Linked DNA regions of Mus musculus: all the other regions are linked to region 3. Evidence: chromatin contacts called from public ChIA-PET data. All regions are on one chromosome and are shown on one strand. Each heading gives the region's core, a stretch centred on a gene start, on an enhancer-like site or on the middle of the called end of the contact. The rest is flanking DNA. Distances are from core to core; before and after follow the strand shown. Region 1 overlaps Fntb (farnesyltransferase, CAAX box, beta). Region 2 overlaps Fntb (farnesyltransferase, CAAX box, beta). Region 3 overlaps Zbtb25 (zinc finger and BTB domain containing 25).

Region 1 (3,119 bases), core at 227-2,726, 540 kb before region 3:
GTGAGGACTGGAGAGATGGCTCAGTGGTTAAGCGAACTGACTGCTCCTGAGTTCAAATCCCAGCAACCACATGGTGGTTCACAACTATCCATAATGAGATCTGATGCCCTCTTCTAGTGTGTCTGAAGACAGCTACAGTGTACTTAGATATAATAATAAATAAATCTTTAAAAAAATAAACTTTGTTTTTAAATTTTAGAATTTTCCATATACTTAAACTATCTGATGTTTTAGTCTAGTACCTAGGACTAATCTCTAAGCTACAGGCCAGCCTGGTCTACACAGCAAGTTTCAGTCCATCGAGAGCTGCATATGAGACTCTACTTTATTCATTGAAGTAGTTTCTTTCTTTTTTGGGGGGATAGGCGAGGGGTGGTATTCAAGACAGAATTTTTCTGTGTAACCCTGGCTGTCCAAGAATTTGATCTGTAGACCAGGCTGGCTTCGAACTCACAGAGATCCTCTGCCTCTGCCTGCTGAGTACTGGGATTAAAAGTGTGCGCCACCACTACCCAGTCAGAGGTAGTTTCTTGTTGAACCTGCAGCTTGCTGCTTCTAGCTAGTCTAGGGGGCAGGCTTGCCCAGGATATGTTCTGTTTCTGTCACCCAAGTGCTGGGATTCCAGGCAGCCGCCATGACTGCCCAGAGTTTACATGGCTCTGAGGAGCTGAACTCTGGTCCTCACGCTTGCACAGCAAGTGCTGGGTCTCCTGCCACCTCCCCAGCCCATGCATCACCTGTGGGTCAGCAGGACAGGGCCACTTCTAAGAACTGACCTTACATGTTTGCTACAACCCCATATTTGAGAGCAGAGTGTCAGGCCAACTTAAAAATTCAGATGTGTGTGAGCAGAGGCTGAGATATAAACATGCTGCATCTTACAACAGACCATCACCTGCTCATTAAGTAGTGCTACGGAGTTATGAAAATGTTTCAGGTATTACATGAATGCTAGAAAACAACAGTGTACTGTATGGCTGACTTTCCAGAACTCTGGAAGAATATACATTAAAAAAAAAAAAAGGTCGGGTGTGGTGGCGCACGCCTTTAATCCCAGCACTGGGGAGGCAGAGGCAGGTGGATTTCTGAGTTCGAGGCCAGCCTGGTTTACAAAGTGAGTTCCAGGACAGCCAGGGCTATACAGAGAAACCCTGTCACGAAAAACCAAAAAAAAAAAAAAAAAAAAAAAAGTCTGAGGCTGGGCATGTTGTACATGCTGTTAGTCCCAGTACTTGGGAAGCAGAGGCAGGTGGATCTTTGTGAGTTCCAGGTCAGCCAGGGTTACATAGTGAGACCCTGTCTCAAGAAACAAAATCAACAACCAAAAATTTATAATGGTCACTTTTAACTGTCAACTTGACACAGTGTGGACTCACTGGAGAGAATAGTGTGAGTGAAGGGTGTCTAGAGGAGGTTGCCCCCCCCCAGCCGCTCGCATGTCTGAGGGAGACTGCCTTGATTGCGTTAACTGATATGGGCAGTGCCATATCCTGCGTTAGGTCCTGAACTGTGTAAGAGTGGAAAGAGGGCTGAGCACTAGTAAGCAAGAGCGCACTCATTTCTCTCTGCTCCGGCCTAGCAAGTTCCTGTTCCCTCTACTTACTTCTGTTCTGTGATGTATCCTAGACTCTTGAAGTAAAGCAACCCCCCACGCACTGATTTCTATAAGGATATTTTATCACAACACTAGCGAATGAAACTCGGAGAGCTGGTATCATGGTGGTAGATTATAAGGAAGTCAGATTTTCTTCTTTGCCTCCCTATAACAAGCATGTTTTATCTATGAAGTCATTTTTTTTAAAGATTTATTTATTATATGTAAGTACACTGTAGCTTCAGACACTCCAGAAGAGGGCATCAGATCCCATTACAGATGGTTGTGAGCCACCATGTGGTTGCTGGGATTTGAACTCAGGACCTTTGGAAGAGCAGTCGGTGCTCTTAACCGCTGAGCCATTTCTCTAGCCCCCTATGAAGTCATTTTGAGGTCTGTGTGTGTGCATGTGTGCAGCACCTGGATGTGTGCTGGCATTGAATCAGCGGCCCCACTCATGCAAGCCAAGTACTCTACCACTAGCCCTCTCCCTAGCCCTGAATTTTAAATGTATTTTTAAGTGACACTATCACGATGCATTTCCTAAAGTCACTCTTCTCCTCTGCCACAGTGGAACAGCACAGGTGAACAGGCCTTCATCCAGGAGCTGACAGGACCCCCAAACCCCTCCCCAGAGAGGCCTGAAGTCTGGAGAGCCCACAGGCTTTCTTCTGAGATAACTCAGGCTCAGGGAAACCAGCTACATGCTCAGAGCAGACTGCTCTTGTCTGTCTGTCCCTCAACCTCCATCACCACCCAAACACGAACCTCACTTTAGATTGCCAGTGCACTTGGCTACTTGGACTAGAGAAAGCACTCGTATCTGAAAAGTAAGGCGAGTGACAAGTTTGCAAGGGAGATCAAGTTCCTTTCTCTGCTAAACTAATCTTTGCTTCGGCTGCAAAAGGTAATAGTAAAACAGTTTATACTCCTAAGAGTGTGAAAGAATACACACTGCAAAGAAACTTCTTGCCCATTCTCAACCCCTAGTTCCCATGACCAGCAGAGACCTATCAGTCTCTGTGCCTCAGTCTGTCTCCTCTGTGTCTCGTTCACACACACATCACACATACTACACACACATACTCCACACACTATATACACTATATACACATACATATATACATACAGTACATACATGGTACACACATACACTACATGCACACACACCACACACATATACTAAAGACATATATTCTGCTTTCCTTCCCGTGGTTTTATACAAACAGGAGCATATGATATACCCTCTCTGCGCCTTGCTTTTCTTCAGCTAATAAGACTCTTAGGAAATGACCATGGTGGCGCATGCCTGTAATCTCAGCACTGATAGATGGAAGAAAATCAGAGTTCATGCCAGCCTCAACTATATAGCAAATTCAAACCCAGCCTGAGCTGCCAAAGACCCTGTCTTCCACACACCCACACCCACAAACACAAATAATGGACAACACAAAGAACTGAATGCAATAGCCCAATAAAACAGAAGTAAGAGGATTTAAATGCATAAACAGCCAGGATAAAGACA
Region 2 (3,432 bases), core at 289-2,788, 560 kb before region 3:
TGCGGCTGCTCTTTTTCTTCTTAGTTTGTGATGGTGGGTACAGAACCCTAGGCTTTGAGCATACTAGGCAAGTATTTTGCCATTAAGCTGTTATTTCTGGCTCTAGACAGATCCATCTCTAATACCTGACTATATTAAAGTGTATACTTTAATATATATAAATAAATGTAATATATATATATATTTAATACAGTATATAGAGTTAGTATTGATGAAATAGTGTAAGGCATCTGCCTCTTACAGTTTCTTTTTTTTTTCTTTTTTTTTTTTTTTTTTTTTTGGTTTTTTGAGACAGGGTTTCTCTGTGTAGCCCTGGCTGTCCTGGAACTCACTTTGTAGACCAGGCTGGCCTCGAACTCAGAAATCCACCTGCCTCTGCCTCCCGAGTGCTGGGATTAAAGGCGTGCACCACCACGCCCGGCTACAGTTTCATTTTTAAAAGATGTATTTTTATGTATGCATGTTTCCTTTCAAGTACATGTGCATCACATGTACGCCTAGTATGTAAGGAAACCAGAAGAGCGTGTTGGGGCCCCTGTAACTGGAGTTAACATGCAGTTGTGAGCCACCATATGGTGCTGGGAACTGAACCCAGGTCCTCTAGTCAACAAACCTTAACCACTGAGCCGTCACAGCAGCCCCAAAGGTTTCCTTAAGTTATTATTATTAACACAACTTGCTAATAATTATATAAGTAATATAATTTCATAAATTGATTCCATATTAAAATATAAAGTATATACTAAAATAATAAAATTCATAAATAACTAAATTGTGTGCATGTAGGTATGCATCCATGCATGCATACATACATAATGCATGTCACAGTGTACATGTTGACATCAAAGGACAGTTTGTAGGCGTCAGTTCTCTCCTTTTGCCACGTGGGACCCAAGGAATCAAACTCAAGCAGTCAGGCTTGGTGGCATGCTTTACCCACGAACCATCACAGCTTGCCTCTTACCGCTGTTTAAATTCTATCTGATGAGTTAAAGCACTAGGAAGCAACACAGCCAGGTCAGAGTGACGCTAGCCCTGGGCAGGGGCCCTTCCATGGCACTGGTATTTAAGCGTCTTTATGGTCTCTGCTTCTGTATGGTTTTAAGTGGCTTCCTATAGAGTCCTACTACTACAGAGTCTGCGGGACAGCTTAGGCAGGGAGTATGCGCGGGTTCTCAGTGTCCCTAAGACCTACATGATACATCTGTTATGGAATTTATCACCAGGAAGAGGCTCTTGGCAACTGGCATGTAGCCTTCATCCGCTAGAACTCTACAGTAACCCGCTTTAGCCTTTTGACCCCAGAAGGCTCTCATTAAGTAAACTCAGTTCTGAGAGGCACCATATCTTCCTTCCTCCTCCAGGCTTCTGGACCTGTGTTTTCCCCTTTCCGGGTATTTAGTCTGTAACACCCCCGTGGCGTGGTAGACGGAACAGGCTTTATGCTGTTGTAGTTCTGACACAGGAAGATACACTGCAGTTCTGTGCTTCAAAGGAACCCACAAGAATAGGCTCTGCGGTCCTAAGTTCACAGACCCAGAAAACACATGGGGCTACTGGCCAAGTGAAGACTTCCTGAAGCTAGGCCTCGGTGTGAGTTCCATGGTGTAGACTAGTCCAAAGAGCTATTGGCTAGACTCTCACCTGATGCTAACTGACTCAGGCACAAGGCTACAATGAAAGAACAGTTTAAGAATGCCCCCTGAGGGGCCTTCTGTTGCCAGGAACAGCTGCCAGAATCCCCAAGGTGGGCAGGTGGGCCTCAGGTGGATACAGAACTGTTGTAGTTTGGTATTTACTTAAAAGTTTCCTGGAGTCAAATGCTATGCTGGAAGTATCTTTTACTCAGGATCTACATAATAAAATATGGATCGAATAACATCTGACATTTCTCTTAGCAGCACTTACACTGCTAGAGGCCATCTCTTCAAGGTCACTGGCCAACTCCTCCTTGGGAGAACCTTTCTTTTTCTTGGTTTTAGGCAGAGACAGGTGGGTCTTCCATTCCATTTTCCTGTAGGTCTCCTGGGGTTTTAGCTGCTTCTTCTTAGGTTTTCATGTACCTCCTCACAGAAAGAGGTCCTCATCTAAGGAGGAAGTGGCCAGTGAACCAGAAGAGGAGGCAGCAAGCCCCACCATCCCTAAGAAGAAAAGGAAATTTTCTGAGAAGCCTGAAGTTGCTGCTAACTTCACAAAGAGTCGCACAAAGAAAAAGAAAAAGTCCCAGAAAGCACAGGAGGATTAGAACGGACCTGCTTGGTGGGAGGGGCATACCTTGTGGTGGCACCTCCTGCCCATGATAAAACCCCAATAAAAACACAAAACCAGAAAAAAAAAATCTGAGATTTCACTCCAGGCCCACCTGAAGGCTCAATTGGGAAGTTCTCCAGGAAAGGAATTATAGAGAAAAGTTAGTACAAACCCGGAGACAACAGCACCAGTATCCTCTCCTCTCCCTAGACCAACTCCACTGATCCTTCTAGGCCCTGCTCCAGGGTATAAAGACATCACAGACCACCGTGGCTTCTTGACCCCAGCTATGACTGCAGTTATCTCCAATACCTAAGGCTTCTGGTGCTGAGCCTTCTCCTGTCCGTGGTGGACAGATAAACTTAGGATAATGGGTTGCAACCCAAACCTTTATTAGCAAAGTAAACATTTCCAGGGGATGGGAGTTGTAGGCAGAATGTAGCTCTGGGTTATTTGCATGGATGGAGTTTCCTCCTGAGGTATCCTCCTTTCCCAAGGAGCAAGCCTCAGAACGTCGCCTTCTTGACCTTTCTTGTCTCTTAGTAACCACAGAATTCTGGCTATATCCATACCATTCCCTGCCTATGGCCAGGATGTCCGTCCACCCTGCCTGGTGCAATAGCTCCAGTCCCCTGCTCGGACTGGAGACAAGCTCTAGAACTCAGTGTGTGAAGGAGGTGCTCAAGGAGGAATGGATTTCAACTTCCTTCATTCATATGCAGGAGACAGGAAGTCCCCAGAGCAAAGGGGCATCCTGAAGGAATTTTCTGGGATTAGACAGGAGATAGCACAGTGGGCTGGAAGGAAGGCTCAGTGGCTAGAGCACTTGCTGTTCTTAGAAGGATACAAATTTGGTTCCCAGCACCCATACTGAGCCAAGTAACAACCACCTGTAACTTCAGACCAGGGGATTTGATGCCCTTTTTTGGTCTCCACAGACATCTACACACACACACACACACACACACACACACACACACACACACACACACACACACACACACACACAAAGAGAGAAAGAAAGAGAGAAAGAAAGAGAGAAAGAGAGAAAGAGAGAGAGAGAGATTTAAATTTTTTTCTGGAAAAAAAAAAGACAGCATAGAAAATGTTACTCTTTTATTATTTCAAGGAGGTAATACATAGCCCAGTACACCAAAGCAACAGGGAATCAGAGGCAGCAAA
Region 3 (3,429 bases), core at 714-3,213:
GTTGAATATCATGCTAACTAAATTATAAACTTGTTTCATCTTAGTTTGAACTAATCCAGAGCTAATTTACTGCGATCTAGAAAGTAAATAACGCTTTTATAATCTCATAGCTATCAATACTAAGCCTATTATAAATATTACTTGGGGGTGAGGGTGTGGTGCTTAGATGGGAAGGATATTATGATGATACAAATACCTTGTATACATGTATGAAATTCTCAGAATAAAATATTAAAAATACTAATTTGATAATAAAAATGTTTTTAAAGTTTTTAAACTCTTTGCTTTTCTAAATAATGAAGGGTGATTTTTTTTTTAATTCTTTTCTGCAACCTACTTTACATCTTTTTTTTTCCTACCAAAAATCTTTTCTGTTAATTTTTTTTGTTTGGTTTTTATTAGATAGGCTCAGGCCAACCAGCCTTGAACTCACTCTGTGTAGCCTTGGCTTACATTGAATTTTCAGCAATCCTCCTGCTTCAGTTTCACAAGTGCTAAGACTACAAGTATATACTACCATGTCTGTCTTCCAACCAGATTTTATTATTTTATGTATATGGGTGTTTTGCCCTCATGTATGTCTTGTTACCATGTGTGTCTTTGAAAATTGGATTGGCAGAAGGGTTAGCAGTGGTTGTTTCTGTTTTTATGGTTTTGGTGGCACAGTGGGTGACTAAAACTGGGGTAACTGTTGCTAGAAGAAAAAGGGCAGAGCACACAACATGCAGCTGGAAAGTGGGGGAGATGCTCAACAAATGGTTTGTTGGGGTGATGTGTAATACTCTGAATCTTGTCATCACTGAGTTGGACATGTTTACCACGGCCTCCAAAGAGCACACCTAGAGCCAAACCCCACAATCAAGGAGCAGAACTTGGAAGTGTTAAGTTCAGCCAAGTTAATTATAAAAACAAAAACATCACTGTTGGAGGAATATTACTGCAGAGTCTCTTACGTTATTCACAGCGTATTTTATGTGTATGAGTGCTTTGCATGTATGTGTGTACCATGTGCATGCCTGGTATCCATGAAGTCCAGAGGAGCGCATCTGAGCCCCCTGGAACTGAAGTTAGAAAAGGTGGTGAGTTTCTGTGTGGGTCCTGGGAGCTGAACCCAGGTCTTCTACAAGAGCAGTTAGCTCTTCAACCACCAAGCCATCTCAGCAGCCCCTCATCATAGGCTTTAGTATATAAATGACTAGATAGGAGAAAAAAAACAAAGACCAGGAGGCCATCACCCTAGTCAATGAAGATCAATGAAGTTTGACCCCACAGTGACACAAAAGTTAGTAGACCAAAGATGTAAAATAAGGCTGTAAGCAAATAGGAAGTCTCAGCCTGGAAAAGGCTTCCAGTAAAAGGAATGACACCAAGGCCTAGGAGGGCATGGTGGCCAGGTTGGAGTTCAGCTCCTTCCTGGGAAATTCTGCCACAAGTACCTGAAGATGGAGGCGAGGTATCATGTTGGAGAGATTTGAAGCGAGAGGTTAAATAGTTTTACACCTGAAAATAAAAGATATGGAATCTCGCCAGGCAGTGGTGGTACACGCCTTTAATCCCAGCACTTGGGAGGCAGAGGCAGGCAGGTTTCTGAGTTGGAGGCCAGCCTGGTCTACAAAGTGAGTTCCAGGACAGCCAGGGCTACACAGAGAAACCCTGTCTTGAAAAACCAAAAAAAACCCCTGGAATCTCATGGAGTGGGTTTAACCACTTAGAGAAGGCAGGCTCTCAAGAGATTCTGAGGATAGATAAATGGAAACTAAAGAGGAAGGAGTTACTGTGTTCGAATGTTCCTTACATAGCTTAATCCTGTTAGTATTTTAGGTCCCCTTTCCCTTTCTGTATGAACTGACTTCGTAGTTCGTGAGTTAACGGATTCCCCACCCTCAGTCCCTCCAGCTAACTCCCTGGTTAATCTGGAGTGGCTTCTGCCTCTAAGAGGTCTCACCTTCCACCCAGAGCTCTTCCTGAGGTCTCCAGCTTCCTCGGGGCCCCACCCTGACCGTACCTCCTATTTTGTTGCCTCTACCCTGAAAGGTCGTCTTGAATCAGAAAGTTGGCCTCAGCTACTTCCCTGCACTTGTAGGACGTCACCTGCTCTCCTGGTCACCTGCGTTCCCCCTCTCAGGGTTCTGCATTTTCCTCAGGTCCCAGGTTTGCCTGCTTTGTTTTATTGTAGCTTTTCTGGCTTTCAAGTTTTCATACTTACCTTTTTTTTTTTAAGTACTGAAAAGTGAACCCGGGGGCTCATGAATGCTAGACAAATCCTCTACCATTATCTAGACCCTTTTTTAAAAGTTTTTATTTATTTATTTTTTGACCCAAAGTCTAAGTTTCCCAAATTAGCTCAAGCTTGCGCTCTATCCCAGGCAAGCCTTGAATCTCTAACATGCAGGGCCTGGAAGCCAGGGTAGCTTTGATTACAGCATGCATGTGCCACCAGGCCCAACCCATACTTAGCTTTTAGAGTTTTTTGTTTTGTTTTGTTTAATTTGGCTTCGCTGTATAGCTCTACATATTTAGAAACTTCAGTCTTGTCATTTCAGAGGTCTCCTTTGGCATTGATCTTTCTAGAGCTGTCTCCACTCATCACTAGACATTTCTACTTCCTTTTCCTGGAGTAGACACTTTGAACTCACCGTGTAAGAAGCCGCCTCCTCTAAGCCAGTTCCTGTGGCTGGCTCTAGTGTTTTACCTTTAATATCAACGGCAGGAACATGGCAGTTACTGTGAAAATGTGCGCTGAAGAAATAAATGACATCTTCTAGCAACCCACTCGCCTTTAGCTTGCAGCCTGTGGTTGACTGTGTCCTGTCTGCCGCCACATCGTGTCGGTTCTGTGACTGGTGGCTCTGTCTAGCTCTCCCTTCATTCCCTGCTGCCATTACGTGGTTTCTAGTTGTCTCCTTGATTAACCGACCTAGAGATGTACTGTCTAATACTTACTGGACACTTACTACAGGTCCTCCTATCAAATATATATACCCTCTTGTTACACACAAACACACACACACAACACCCTCATTAACAATTCTCACTGTAGTCCAGGCTGGCCTTAAATTCCAGGCCCTCCTGCCTCAGCCTCCAGAGTGCTTCATCTGACACCTCAGGAAGAAATTGCCATTATCCACACTTCATAAGTGCTACTGAGGCTCAGGGAATTGAGACAGACCTAGTTAGTGGCTGCGCTGAAACTCTAAGAGGTTAGGTTTCCTAAAAGAGTCTTGCTCTTTTCCCTGCCACTGAGTGAGTGACTGCCAGTGCTGTTCCTACACGAGCATCTTACATAGCTCACTGCAGACAGCGGGATACCTTCAGGCACAGCTTGGTGTACTCTTACACTTAGTCTCCTTAGCAGCTGAGCTTGTCCTTTCCTTCTGTTTACTCCTTTTCTTTTCCCCCCTTTATACTGAGTTGAATTCTGATGACAAA

Evidence for each region. ChIA-PET counts read pairs in DNA pulled down with a chosen protein or histone mark.
Region 1: a contact with region 3 is called in an RNA polymerase II ChIA-PET map of memory CD8 T cells, with 5 read pairs. The contact joins two enhancer-like sites. A contact is called at or near these places in 1 of 484 Hi-C or Micro-C datasets (embryonic stem cells) and 2 of 115 datasets of contacts at active chromatin or transcription factors (embryonic stem cells and memory CD8 T cells).
Region 2: a contact with region 3 is called in an RNA polymerase II ChIA-PET map of memory CD8 T cells, with 17 read pairs. The contact joins two enhancer-like sites. A contact is called at or near these places in 1 of 484 Hi-C or Micro-C datasets (embryonic stem cells) and 2 of 115 datasets of contacts at active chromatin or transcription factors (embryonic stem cells and memory CD8 T cells).

What each region holds. Positions count from the first base shown.
Region 1 is chr12:76,902,363-76,905,481 of GRCm38.p6, reverse strand. The region is part of intron 7 of Fntb (farnesyltransferase, CAAX box, beta); the gene reads right to left. All of the region lies in intron 1 of Gm46358 (a long non-coding RNA gene), which reads left to right. Among named protein-coding and RNA genes, the nearest start is that of Gm46358, 6.4 kb to the left of the region's middle. Within about 2 kb of position 1,476, at least 8 of the 459 cell types and tissues checked have an H3K27ac peak or open chromatin away from gene starts, as enhancers often do. A contact at or near this core is called in memory CD8 T cells, where this site is marked.
Region 2 is chr12:76,921,332-76,924,763 of GRCm38.p6, reverse strand. It overlaps Fntb (farnesyltransferase, CAAX box, beta), which reads right to left. Exons shown (of 12, transcript NM_145927.2): 12 at 3,352-3,432. Among named protein-coding and RNA genes, the nearest start is that of Gm46358, 13 kb to the right of the region's middle. Within about 2 kb of position 1,538, at least 27 of the 459 cell types and tissues checked have an H3K27ac peak or open chromatin away from gene starts, as enhancers often do. A contact at or near this core is called in memory CD8 T cells, where this site is marked.
Region 3 is chr12:76,361,780-76,365,208 of GRCm38.p6, reverse strand. All of the region lies in intron 1 of Zbtb25 (zinc finger and BTB domain containing 25), which reads left to right. Among named protein-coding and RNA genes, the nearest start is that of Zbtb25, 6.1 kb to the left of the region's middle. Within about 2 kb of position 1,963, at least 11 of the 459 cell types and tissues checked have an H3K27ac peak or open chromatin away from gene starts, as enhancers often do. A contact at or near this core is called in memory CD8 T cells, where this site is marked.